Regions from separate parts of the Cyprinus carpio genome. Here region 2 is linked to region 1. Evidence: chromatin contacts called from public Hi-C data. All regions are on one chromosome and are shown on one strand. The core of a region is the stretch at or near the end of the contact, and the rest is flanking DNA. Distances in the headings are between cores, read along the strand shown. Region 1 holds the start of plpp1a (phospholipid phosphatase 1). Region 2 overlaps mtrex (exosome RNA helicase MTR4).

The links. Hi-C and Micro-C count contacts between places; a contact is called where the count stands out from the background.
Region 2: a Hi-C map of liver shows a contact between it and region 1, with 6 times the contacts expected there. The contact joins the enhancer-like site here to the promoter of plpp1a in region 1. A contact is called at or near these places in 5 of 8 Hi-C or Micro-C datasets (liver, red blood cells and skeletal muscle).

The regions. Positions count from the first base shown.
Region 1 is chrB10:7,325,261-7,328,013 of ASM1834038v1, reverse strand. It overlaps plpp1a (phospholipid phosphatase 1), which reads right to left and starts at 1,378. Exons shown (of 6, transcript XM_042732297.1): 1 at 968-1,378. The coding sequence starts at 1,025.
Region 2 is chrB10:7,364,519-7,367,271 of ASM1834038v1, reverse strand. mtrex (exosome RNA helicase MTR4) reads left to right here. Exons shown (of 27, transcript XM_042732295.1): 8 at 666-790; 9 at 1,019-1,117; 10 at 1,459-1,576; 11 at 2,517-2,648. Among protein-coding and RNA genes, the nearest start is that of mtrex, 6.5 kb to the left of the region's middle. Within about 2 kb of position 1,326, at least 1 of the 8 cell types and tissues checked has an H3K27ac peak or open chromatin away from gene starts, as enhancers often do. A contact at or near this core is called in liver, where this site is marked.

The DNA of each region.
Region 1 (2,753 bases), core at 129-2,628:
GTTTTCACAGTGGGATATTTTCATAAATGCCTCAAGAAAGTTGTCATATGTATTTGTCAGAAAATCATACAACTGATTATAATATTTGTCAGTTACATGATCATTTTAAATGTTACCTTTTATCTTTTTTTTCAGTCTGACAGGTTGCATTGTGACAACATACCCCATATAGTGTGACAACAGGATCTGCTGTTGGGGCATGTTGTCACAGCAGGTGTGTTCAATGAATCTTTCTAATAGACAATCATTTTAAATGTATGTTGTGTATGTTGAATGTATGTTGTTATTATACAGAAACGGACATTATAAATATTAAATAAAATATTTACTGGGTTAAAAAATTGTAACAAGTAGCCCAACCTAGCCCAACCTACTATATATATGTGTGTGTTTTAGTGCTTTTTTGTGTGTGTGTGTGTGTGTGTGTGTGTGTGTATTAGAGTAAAGTTCATGGGCTGCGGTTTAAAAAAAAGCTGTGGGGTTTCTCGTGTGATTTTTGAATGATTTTTAGTGCTGTTTCACGTGTATTCCCCCTTATACAATCTATGGTATCCCCATACACCCAGACACATTTAAAAACAAAAAAAACTCTGCACAAAAAATAACACCCTGTTATTATAATAAAAAAACTCTGATAAGGCGTGTAGATGAAGGCAAGTACGCACTATGACGCACACTATGGGGCACACTATGGGCGCACACTATGGGTGTCACATGTGGTTAATATGTCAGTACCATTGTTGTAATGTTGAATCCCATGCAATTCAATAACGTGCATGGCAACATGCATCTAAAACAACTGACACGTCTTAAGTACATTTATATAATAATATCTTACATTAATATATCTTATCTGTACAACACATATTAGCGCTAACGATTTAAATTATTCCCACTTCGCTGTAAGACTCGAGACAATGCATCCAGGAAATACAAGCAAGACTAACGTACTCAAAATAATGCTTACCGAGTATTAGGCACGCGATGTCAAGCAATATAAAGGGGATTCCTCTGGTTTCAAACATGGTGTCAGTGTCCTTCTGTGGGTCGGTTATGGAGATAGAGGCTTAATTTAAGGCGTCCTCAGTGTAAACAGCGTGACGGAGAGTCCAGCTCTAGTGGTGCACTGAGAGAGAAATGATCGGCAGCGACGCGCACTAACGCGAGCACAAACACTCTTAATAACATTGACTGCGCAATGGCGACTAATAATCAGCCGGAGAGCAGGCAGAGCGAGCCGTTTGGTTGTAGTTCCTTAGATTTGATCACCATTTCAACGCATGAGGTTAAGAATAAGCGATGACGAGCCGGCGGTGCTTTTAAATAGACGCGAGTGTCTTTGGACTCCACACTGCTGCGCTTCTGCTGCCTGTCATGACGTGCAACAGCTGAGGCTCGTCTCAGCCAATCGCTCGTCTCTCGGTCTAAGCCCCGCCCCCCATACGCCTATACAATTACATATATATCATGACTAGTCAATGACTAGCTGAGAAAAAAATACATTACACACACACACACACACACACATTAATTTATTGTAACAAAAGTTTTTAATATTAATTAGAGACAGAAGCTTGTGAAAAATATAGCGAGTAGTAAGATCTAATATTTACCATGTTTAAAGTATTTAAAAAATAATAATTTAATAATTTAATAACAGAAATATACGCGAAATCAAAATGAGCAGTGTTTTAAAGGAAAAATAGTGTTTTATATTTAGATCATTGATACTCAAATGTCATAACACAATTTGAGTGTCCTATCAAAATCGTGCAGCTTTATCATGACTTTTAAATTTAAATCTATCTTTACTTTGTCATATTAAATCAGTAAAATTATATATATATATATATAATATATATATATATATATATATATATATATATATATATTAAATTAGTTAAATTTAATTAAATCAGTAAAAAAAATATTCAATTAAAATAATACATTACATTTACATTTAGTCATTTAGCAGACGCTTTTATCCAAAGCGACTTACAAATGAGGACAATGGAAGCAATCAAAAACAAAAAAAGAGCAATGATATATAAGTGCTTTAACAAGTCTCAGTTAGCTTAAACGCAGTACACGTAGCGTAAACATAATAAGTGTATTGTTAAAAATGTTCAGAAATCACAGTACATAGGTACATGGTAAGCCAAATAGGTACAAAATAGTGCAGAGGTCAGGACGATTTATATTAATAATGCAATACTGCCATCTACTGGTACAGTCTGGACAAATCTTCATTCGTAGTCCATGGTGTTTTTAGTAAATAATGACGTATGAAAATCAGTGTTTTTTTCTCCTTCGTTTTATTCTGCTTTGTCCTAAAAAAAAATAAAAATAAGTTAAAAATCTAAATGACTTTTCATTTACAATAAATCAGAGCGAATTCGTTCCAAAACTATATATATATATATATATTATATATATATATATATATATATATATATAATATATATATAATATATATATATATAAACATAAACATACATGCTTTGAGGTTTGGGGGTGCAGTAAAAAAAAAACAAAAACAAACAAAAAATAAAAATAATAATAATGTCCCCCAATAAATAATTATATTAAACTACTCTACACAGCAAAACAGAGTGCTTTGCACCCTGAAGTCTTATATACCTGACAGGCTTGTATTCTGCCTGAACTTCAATAAAATTAAGCTAAATCTGAAGATTATAAATTGTGCACACATATAAGTATTTGGAAGGGTCTCTTAAACCCTCTTACAAATA
Region 2 (2,753 bases), core at 77-2,576, 39 kb before region 1:
CAATGTCGTTCTGTTCTGTACATGCACAGAACTGCAATTCAGGAGATACACTCGTATTAGTCTCGCATGGCCAGACCTTCAGACTGATGGCTGAAGGTCTGGAATTCATAGAAGCTTTCTTTGGCCAAGGCCTGCTCATGAGGCTATTTGACCGACATGTCAAACAACCATTCACAGTTCATTTCATTCAGCGTCACGTGGAAATGTCGTCACAATAACAGACCGGTGTGTTAAACTCTCGGACGTATTTGAAAGATTCTATGCCACGAACTTTAAATATTTCACATACTTTTGAAACTCCAGCGTTTAGTTAATAATCACAAGCCCTAACAGTCACAAAAGAAAAAACTACGGCTTTCTTCTTTTTATAAAGGGGTTTGGCGTCACGGCATCTTTGTTTCCGGACAGAACATTAAAGAAGGCGACACACACGTCTCGCAGAAATCCTGTAGAATTCAACCAATCCGACGACGACTTCGACACTCCTGAAGTGTTTCTCATATGCATCAGACGTTTAGCCAATGGTCCATGGGCGTGACGTCTGAGGCTGAGACTACACTCTCATATATAAATGCGGTTGTGTACGTGGCCATTGTGACGTGCATATAAGTTCTTTGTATGTTAGCTGTCACTGAGTTTGTTTTTCTGGGTCACATGACCTGCAGAGCGTGGAGTGGTCTGGGAGGAAACCATCATCCTACTGCCGGACAACGTGCATCATGTCTTCCTGTCCGCCACCATTCCCAACGCTCGACAGTTTGCCGAGTGGATTTGTCACCTTCACAAACAGGTGCATCATCACTCTAGCAAACACTTTCGTAACCACCTAACAACAGCCTTGAATGCCTGCTCAAAAACACTAACCTCTACTTTAGCAGTGTTCTAACATCCAGTTTTTAAACTGAAAGAAGTACTAAATCTGAAATAAAAATAAATTGCAGCTAAATAGAAATTTGAAAACAGAAACTAATGAAAATTTGTCAAATGCACATAACAGAAGTTGCTTGTTTACTTGCAGCCCTGCCACGTGGTGTACACAGACTACCGCCCCACTCCTCTGCAGCACTACGTCTTTCCAGCAGGGGGTGATGGACTCCACCTTGTTGTGGATGAGAACGTAAGTAGCTGAATACTTTGGAAAGCTGCATTAATACCTTTATTCTGTCATCAGAGATGAAGGTTAAACACACACCAATGATCTTGGGTGTGTGCCCTCCTCTGTGTTACAGAATGGAATCTGTGTTCTATTATCTGTCAGGGGTGTAGTATTGGAACTGTTATTTCAAGAATGGCACGTCTAGATGTAATTCAACACAGATTCTGAAAGCTGGAATATCTGTGTGTGTGTGTTGCATAACTTCCAAGCCACAACCAACGCAACAAGCTGATCAAGTTTAAGAAAATATTCCTAATATCATTGCAGTTATGTAATCATATTTTAATGGTATTTCTTGTCAGGGAGAGTTCAGAGAAGACAATTTTAACACAGCAATGCAGGTCCTGAGGGATGCAGGGGACTCGAGTGGCAACGCTGGGGGCAAATGGGACCCCAAAGGCAGAAAGGGTGGAACCAAAGGTTAGTATTCAACTCTCAACATGAAATCAAAATAACACAATCAGTATTTTTCCAAGAAAAAAAGTTGCTCTATTCTAGCATCTGACGCCCACTTTCAAGATCCACTCAATTTCTAATGAATAAAATAAAGTTGGACTCATCATTTTATTATTTTAATTTGTTTAATATCCTGTTTCACATGGAAATAATATCAGATTTCGCAAGTACAATGGGTTGTTAACTGTTCCATGTTCATTTTAAGGTTAAATTTTGTAAGATTGTGCAGTGATGGGCTCTAAGCCCTCAATTCAGTCACTAGTTCAGAGAAATGGTCAACCTTTGATGGACTCTCATTGATTTGCTGTGTATTGTGCACATTGACTGATCTGAGTCATCGATATGGAACTGTTTACACCAATTTGATTTCCATTTTTGCACAAAAAGTCAGCTGTTGATTGTTTGTGCTGATATAAAGCTCCCAAACTATAAGCGTAATCCTCAGTTATTTAAATCAAGGGGAAGCTCAGCCTGATTTAAAAGTAAATTAACTTCCTATCATTGCATTTTAAGCTAATGCTGAAGTTGAGCTTTATTAAAAATTAAATGAACTTCCTCTCCCTGGATTTCGCTGTCAGCCGTATCTACAATTGGGATTCACAGATAACTGATAAATGAATGAGTTAAAATAAACACACACACACACAAAAGCGGTAGTATTTAAGTCGTTTTAAATGTCACCTGCATTTGTAGAGTTATGAGCTGTATTAAAAAAATAAAAAACAAATAGTCATTTTATTACGACGTTAAAACTTATAAAAAAATAATATTTCACAGGTTCACACATTTATACTGTATTTTTGGCACGGTCCTCTTGTGCCAAAGAGGAATTGCCTGTGCATTAGATGCTGGGAACATGCTAAATGCTGTATTAAAAATTGCTTCTGTTTGTTTTTTCTCTTAGGTCCATCCAATGTCTTTAAGATTGTGAAGATGATCATGGAAAGGAACTTCCAGCCGGTGATTATCTTCAGCTTCAGTAAGAAAGAATGTGAGGCCTATGCACTGCAGGTGGCTAAACTGGATTTCAACACAGGTATTAATGTTATAATAATTAATAATGCTCCTTGCTAAGACTTTTACTCTTATGGATATCTTTCGTCTTTCAGTCACACCTGCAAGGACTGATTCTTTGGTTAAA